Linked DNA regions of Sus scrofa: region 2 is linked to region 1. Evidence: chromatin contacts called from public Hi-C data. All regions are on one chromosome and are shown on one strand. Each heading gives the region's core, a stretch centred on a gene start, on an enhancer-like site or on the middle of the called end of the contact. The rest is flanking DNA. Distances are from core to core; before and after follow the strand shown. Region 1 holds the start of MCM10 (protein MCM10 homolog). Region 2 holds the start of LOC100736825 (protein transport protein SEC31-like).

Region 1 (3,555 bases), core at 27-2,526:
CAGTTCATATGCGACAGTTAAAAATCTTAACATAGTGTAAGCACCTAGCTGCACCTTCCTTTCCCACTTGCTCAAACATGATCTTTTTACTGCTTACAGAATAAAATATTTATCTGCCACATAATTTGCTTTACCTGCTTTTTTAAAATTTTTATTTTAACATTTGCTCCTCTTTTTACCTTCTCTCCAGCAAGACTGGTGCTCCTCAGTAGTCACCTTATGTTATCTTTTATGCATGTCACATCTCCAAAATTAGACCTAATAAATTTCTAGAACATGGACCTCCTCTTTGTCCAACCTTGTGCACCTGAGGCACGAAGTGATTATGGTCAATAACTCACTTGATCTTTCCTAAAACCCTCCAATCCAGGTATTGCTATTATCAGCACTTTACAGATGAAGAAATCGAGCCCCCCAAAGCTGACTTGTTAAGGAGTAAATACTCTGTTCGATTTTTTCTTTCTTAAGCATTTACTGTGTGCCAGGCACCAGCACCAAGAGAGAAGACAGAGGAAGGGGAAGATGAAAAGACACGGTTTCTTTGTCTCCAGATGCTGATATTTTGGTGGGAAGAAGCAGCAGTTATTCCCAACTCCGACGAATTCTCAAAGTCTATGGACCACGGACTCCTCTGGAAACGATGGTTTCTACTGTGCCAAAGAATGTCATCCAGCCTTTCCTTCTCATTTTATAGACGGTGAAGATGTTAGTGCCCAAGGCCAATCAGAGGCAAAAGGAGACCAGATTTCTGGTTTTGACTCCCAACTATTTCAATTGAACACTGGGCTATAAACTAATCTACTAAGTAAAATAGTCAACCGGCTTGTTCAGATCTCTACACAATTGGTCCAGCCGCGGGAACTCTGTGAGGACAGGGGTAGGTTTGTAATGGGTTCTGTGGTTTGGGCGTCAGCATACAGAGTTGTTCGCATCAAGCGTTACCAGCTACCTCACAGGAAGAGAAAGAGAGGATCAGAACCACATGACACACTCAGTTCCGGAAAGTGTCAGGAACTGACACCTGTGAAAATACCGTACGGGGATATTTCAACTTCCTGGCTCCAGCAAGGACGCAGGAACACTCACCTGAAGAAGCCCAGTGCCGCACCGACCGGAAGTTCCTTTGCCCCCAACAAAGAGGGCGCCGGTCACATGAGCCAATCAGATTGCTGTACGTAAGGCACCACCCCCCCTCCATCCCCACCCTGTCGTTTCCGCCCAGTTCTCTGAAGTAGCCAATCAGTACAGCTCTGAGCTTGGCGTGCGTCTGACGTCAGAGGCGGGGCGGTGGCTAGTTGGAATTTTGGCGGGTCTGGTTGTAGAAAGGGAAGAGTGCGGAGCCTGGTAAGAAGCTGGCGTCCATAGGTTGAGGGGCGGGTTGAAGGGTTAGCCACGCGCCTCAGTAGGAGAGTTTAGCAAGCTCCGAAGGCGGAAGGCCCGGAGTCTTAGGGGCGCCCAGGTGGGCGAGACTGGAATTGGGTAAGCGCGGGGGCGGCCTGGGCAGAGCGCGGGGCTGGCGCGGGCTGGGAGGCGCAGTGGGCGCTGGGTTTGGAGCCGCGAAAAATGAGGGGGTTGGGGGATTGCGTGGACTTGCGAAATGCATCTTGAGGTACAGGCGTCCGGCCGCCATGCTGTTTAAGGGTCCAATTTTTCTTTTTTAGAGGCAACCTTTTAAACTCTTGCTAAATGCGTGGCGGTTGGGCTTTCTCTTATTCACTCGTTCATTTGCTTAATTGATGATTTGCTAACAGTTAATGAATGCGTGCCATGTGCAGCGCTACAAATACCCATCACTTCTTAAAGAAGATAACAGCTAACAAACAGCTAACAAACAGTGGAATTGTAGGATGAGGGGAGAGGATGTCAGGGGCCTGGTCAGATAGGGTGGCCTGGAAAAGCTGAGAAAAATTGATAGTTAAGCAGAGCTTGAGGGATGAGAAGTTGCTGGAGGAGAGCTTTGCAAAGAACCTGAGGTCTGAAAGCACCGCTGAGTTGGAGAAATTGAAAGCAGACTAATCTGGGTGGAATGTCTTTTGGGACATGGGTAGAGTTGGGGGAATGACCCCTGGAAAAAATGAGGAAGTAGAACTAGGCAGGAGAGAGCCTATCCATTGCCTCATAGGCTCCGTAAATTTTCTTTTCAGGGCAGTGGGAAAATCGTTAAAGAAATCATATGAAGGGACTACCACGATCTGGCTTATGTTCCTTAAAGATTGCTAAGGAAAGAAAAAATTAACTGTAGATGTTGTATAGAGGATAGATTACAGAGGGGCAGAGAGACCAATACAGGTAGTTAATACAGTAGTCTAGGCAAAAGATTGATGGTGGCTTGGGCTAGGCTTTTGGCAGTGAAAGTGGGGAGAAGTAGGAGATGTGAGCAATATTTTGGAGATAGAACCCATAACATGTCATATGGGCCTAGATGTGAGGTGAGGAACAGTGCATGGGTTTGTCTGGTGGGAAAAGGGATTAGTTATAGAAATGAACAAGACAGTCTACTCCTACCAAACCCTCAAGAAGCTCACAATCCAGCAGAATCCCTAGTAGACAGCACAGCTCAGGGCACATGAGGGGTCCGTGGAAATATTTGTTGAATAAGTGAAAAGAAAGCACCATAATTAACACTTGATAGTGGACTTACCAAGGACACACACACACGTCTTTTTAGGGCTGCACCTGTGGTATATGGAAGTTCCCAGGCTAGGAGTTGAATCCGAGCTGCTGGCCTACACCACAACCACAGCCAATGCCAGATCCGAGCCACATCTGCAACCTACACCACAGCTCATGGCAGTGCCAGATCCTTATCCCACTGAATGAGGCCAGGGATTGAACCTAAATCTTCATGGATACCAGTCAGATTCATTTCCACTGAGCCATGGCGGGAACTCCCTCTTGCAGTTTTAAAAGTCATTTTAAATGAAAAAAGGAAAGTGCACAGAATAATATGAATTCGTCCTAATTAGCTATGCCAACTGTTTGCTTTGCTAACTAGTTTGAATTGAAAACTTGATGTGGTCAGGTTGCAACTAAGTAGAATCACACAGTAAGCTCTTAGGGATAATGTAGACATCAAATGTGTTACAGGAAATAAAACGGATTATAGTCCTCCTGTTTAGACCCTACTGTTTACCAGCTTTCATAATACACAGTTTGTTCACAGTTTGTCTCACCTGTGTAATCTATTATTGTACATGAGATACATGCCATGTACCTCAAGTTTCTCTAACCATGGAGATGAGAAAAAGGGACTGCTTCCATATTAGGCGGGGAGAAGGAGTTGCCAGTGGGGTGAAAAACTGAGAGCCTGGCTGAATTCTGACCCTAAGCCTCTAGAATTTGTAGTATTCTGGCTTTGTTGGATACTCGATGTGAGAGAATAATTTCTTATGTTGATTTCACACAGACAAGAGTCGGCATCACTGCCATCACCTGGCACCTGGTCCTCCTTCATAGGTCTCCGTCTCCACTGTTCTCTTGACAGCATGGATGGTAAGTCCTGACCGTTTTCTCCATTTCTCTTTGTTTCATGGAAAACCACTCTTTTGTCCGTGG
Region 2 (3,758 bases), core at 479-2,978, 60 kb before region 1:
ACAGCAACACGTGATCCCAGCCGTGTCTGCGACCTACACCACAGCTCACGGCAACGCCGGATCCTTAACCCACTGAGCAAGGGCAGGGATCAAACCCACAACCGCATGGTTCCTAGTCGGATTCATTAACCACTGTGCCACGATGGGAACTCCAGCTCTGTTATTGCTAATGACAAGCCTGGATTCCAGAATCTCCCGAAGCTGTGAGACCAAGCTCCCAAGGTCTAATAGATGCATCATATATCTGTGTTACTCCTAGAGCATCAGGGGCTGAGGCTTGAGTCTTTGATGCTTGAGAGAACACCAGCTTCCATCCCTCTTCCACTTGTGGATGGGGGAGGGGAAAGCACCCTTCCTCCTAACTGCTATGAAAATCTCTCACCCCACCTGGGCTCTCAGCCCTCTCCCGCCAGGACACCTGCAGTAGATGATGTATTTACTGAGAATGAGCCTTCTCAAAAGACAAGAAAGGTTGGCCTTTCAAGAATCCTGCAAAATATACTTGGCGATAGGAAACACAAGGGGATCAGCCATTTCTCCAAATAAAGGGGGTATGTCAAGAGGGGGCACCGAAAGCATGAAACCAATGAGCATCTCACTAAATAGCCTCCCACACTGCTTTGCATTCACCTACCGCAAAACCACATCAGTGAACAGCGGGGAAGCATGTTATAATTTCAGTGTTCTTAGCTGCGCTGAGATTCTATCTAGTCATGGAAGCATCAGAGAGGACGGGGCACCACCCTCCTCCCCACCCCAACTCTTTAAGCTAAGCAGAGCTGGCTTTAACACTTGCTGTAAGAATAGCTACTAACCTGACATATCAGGCATTGTTCTGAGTGCTTCCGTGTGTTATCCCTTAATCCTCACAATGACGTTAAGAAGTAAGCTCTGTATATCCAAATCCTTTATTTAAAGTCTTCCGAGCAAGCTGTTTCAGAACGCAGAATTTTTTGGATTTTAGGAAGATATTAAGGTGCATGTAATTTATACACTTCCCCAAAAGGGTCTGAAACAGATTTCGTACAAACTAATTAAGGTGCCTTCAGGGAAACAAATAATCCCAAGTGATGGAAATTAACACTGTATACAACTTACTTTACATCGGTTTGGGTCAGGTTTTGCCACCAAATGAACTAAGAAAGGCTTTAGATTTTCAGGCTCTTGGAATTTTGGACTGTAATAGGCTCCACTTTACAGATAAAGAGAATGAGGCACCGCAAGATAGGTAACGTCCAAGGTCACATAGTTAAGAAGTGGTGAGAGGGCTCAAGCTTTCAGGACCAAGGGGGTCAGGAGAAAACCACCTCGACACACTTTCTGTACCAGAAACTACCCCACCCTAGACCTTTTCACCGCACAGCCAGCGGCTGCGTATGCCCTCCCCTCCTCACCCCATTCCTTCCCTGCTTAGAGCTTCTGTAGTACTCATTTTATCTCTCCTTAATGCGGTTTAAAATAGCGGAGGCGAGCCTGTAGCGTCAACTTACCCCAGGCACCCCTAACAATCGCAGGAGGAACGTTCAGGAATTGGGTCTGGGGCAGGTACTGACTTTTAGCCCTCCCAGCCCTGCGTAGGGGGTTAACTTCAGGGGGGTGTGGAGGGCCACGCACGAAGAGCTGGCCTGGAGCAGGAGGTCTCAAGAGAGGAGTCGAATCCTTCAGGAGACCAGGAGAGGGCGCGTCCGCCTTTTCCCGTTTGAATTTCTTTTCTTTCCCTTCCCCCATCCGTTTTTCTATCTAACTAGCGAGAAGCTTGTTTGCTCAATTACATGCTTGGTATCCAGCTGATGGGGGCTGTGTCAGCCCCTTCATTTGTAAACCAAGCTCTTCCCTCCTGTGATGTCCTTCCTGGTCTTCTGCAGAAAACTGCTCCCAGACCGTCTCTCCCACCTCCTAGGATCCCACCCTAATTTCTGTTTTCTTGTCTTGCACGAGGAGCTTGTTACCAGAAGAGCTTGCCACACTGGCTTGGCAGAGACCTTGACCTCGCGATCAGATGCCTTGTGTGTCCTGCGTCTGCTTCCTTGCTTATCCCTTTACGTTCTCGCGGTGCTTGGAATGCAGACTAAGGCGGCTCTCCCTTCCTCGTCTGGTTTTCTTCCTTTCTTTCCCTCCCTCCCTTCCTTTTTTCTTTTTTTTTTTTCAAGGCCGCACCCGCGGCATATGGAAGTTCCCAGGCTAGGGGCAGAGCTGTAACTGCCTGATTACGCCACAGCAACGCGGGATCCGAGCGGCATCTGGGACCTACTTCATAACTCATGGCAATGCCAGATCCTTGACCCACTGAGCAAGGCCAGAGATCCAACCCGCATCCTCATGCATACTAGTCGGAGTTATTGCTGAGCCACATGGGGGAACTCCCTTGATTTCTTTCTTTTCATTCTGTCTAGTCCATTCCAGATAAAATCCAGGTCAATCCAGCAATCTCACCTGCCTTGAGCACCTGGAGCATCCAGTTGTCAGCTGATGGCTTGTTCCCCGGGAACAAGAATCCGAGAAGCATCCTGCAGGCTTCCTGTTTTTATTTGATTATTTATATATATATATATTTTTTTTAGAGTTAAGTTTTATTTGGGTGAAGTTAGGACTTAGGCCCGAGAGACAGCATCTGAGAAACCGCTTGGAGGCTTTGTGTTTTTAATTAAAAGTCTATTTTAAGGACAAAACCCGGTGGAAAGCCATGCGTGCAAGGTTAACTATATCTAGATGTAAGGCCTTTAACAGAGATCTAGGCTTTGACCCAAGGATGCCTGAGACCATCGTCCCTCTCTTTCCGTGGGGCACAGCCCCCAGTGGCTCTGGACTTATATAGGGACCCCCCCCCGCAGCGAAGACCGACTCCTTACACTTCATTTAATTAGTAATTTATTTTAATCAAGGAAGAATGTCACGGTCGTCACACTGACACCTTGGGAGGGAGCTACGCTAATCATACCACCAACGCTTATTCACCTTGGCCAATCCGGCATTAACCAGGTCAGGGCCTAGAGTTGTAGGCTGGCTCATGGGAGAGAAGGGGTGGCGCGATCCGCTGGGGCCTATGCGGGGCGGGGCGTTTGGGAGAGAGACCTGAGGAGGGGCGCGGCCTGGCGAGGGGGCGGGGAGTTGGGGCGGGGCCTTAGGGAGGCGGGGCCCGGGAAATTCCCCCGCGGAGGTGGGGAGGCCAGCGGGACTGTCAGCTGAGCACCGCTGGGCGGGGTCGCGAGGGCGCACGTCAGCCCCAGGCTTCCGAGCCCCCGCCACCGCCCCCGGCCGGTGCCCTGGTCAGCGTCTGCATCCGGGTCCGGAGCCCTTTCCCAGCCGGCAAGATGCCGAGGAAGCAGTGACCCCGAGGGAGGTTGGATCCCGAGCGCCGGGTGAGCGGGAGCAGAGGGGTGGGCAGGGGCTCGGCGAGACCAGTGGCTCCCTCTTCGCGCTGGAGCTGTTTCCGCAGCCCCTGTCTCTGACACCAGGAGCCGGTAGAAGTGTGGGTGGCGAAGGGTGGGGCGTCCCCTGCGGTGAGGCGGCTACGCTAGGAAGGTTTCCGGGCCCCGGCGAATCCTGACCTGGTGCGAAAGGGCAGCGGGGCCGTCCATCCCAAAGCTCCCTTCCCCCTCTTTTACCCGCTTAGCTGGCCGCAGGTGACTTCCTCTGAGTCAGGAAGGTGGTTTAAGGGTGACATCCTCCCCTAGGTTGGGAATGATTATACGGCCAGTTCCTTATTATAAGGGAAGGGGTTAAGGACACACCTTTGGAAGACTTTAACTGCTCTCTAG

The links. Hi-C and Micro-C count contacts between places; a contact is called where the count stands out from the background.
Region 2: a Hi-C map of liver shows a contact between it and region 1, with 2.2 times the contacts expected there. The contact joins the promoter of LOC100736825 here to the promoter of MCM10 in region 1. A contact is called at or near these places in 1 of 5 promoter capture datasets (liver), 9 of 47 Hi-C or Micro-C datasets (embryonic fibroblasts, epiblast stem cells, fetal heart ventricle and 4 more) and 2 of 2 datasets of contacts at active chromatin or transcription factors (alveolar macrophages and skeletal muscle).

What each region holds. Positions count from the first base shown.
Region 1 is chr10:48,521,642-48,525,196 of Sscrofa11.1, reverse strand. MCM10 (protein MCM10 homolog) reads left to right here and starts at 1,276. Exons shown (of 20, transcript XM_021064865.1): 1 at 1,276-1,344; 2 at 3,407-3,492. The coding sequence starts at 3,486.
Region 2 is chr10:48,582,304-48,586,061 of Sscrofa11.1, reverse strand. LOC100736825 (protein transport protein SEC31-like) reads right to left here and starts at 1,728. Exons shown (of 3, transcript XM_021064282.1): 1 at 1,491-1,728. The coding sequence starts at 1,728. It also overlaps a transcript of OPTN not described here.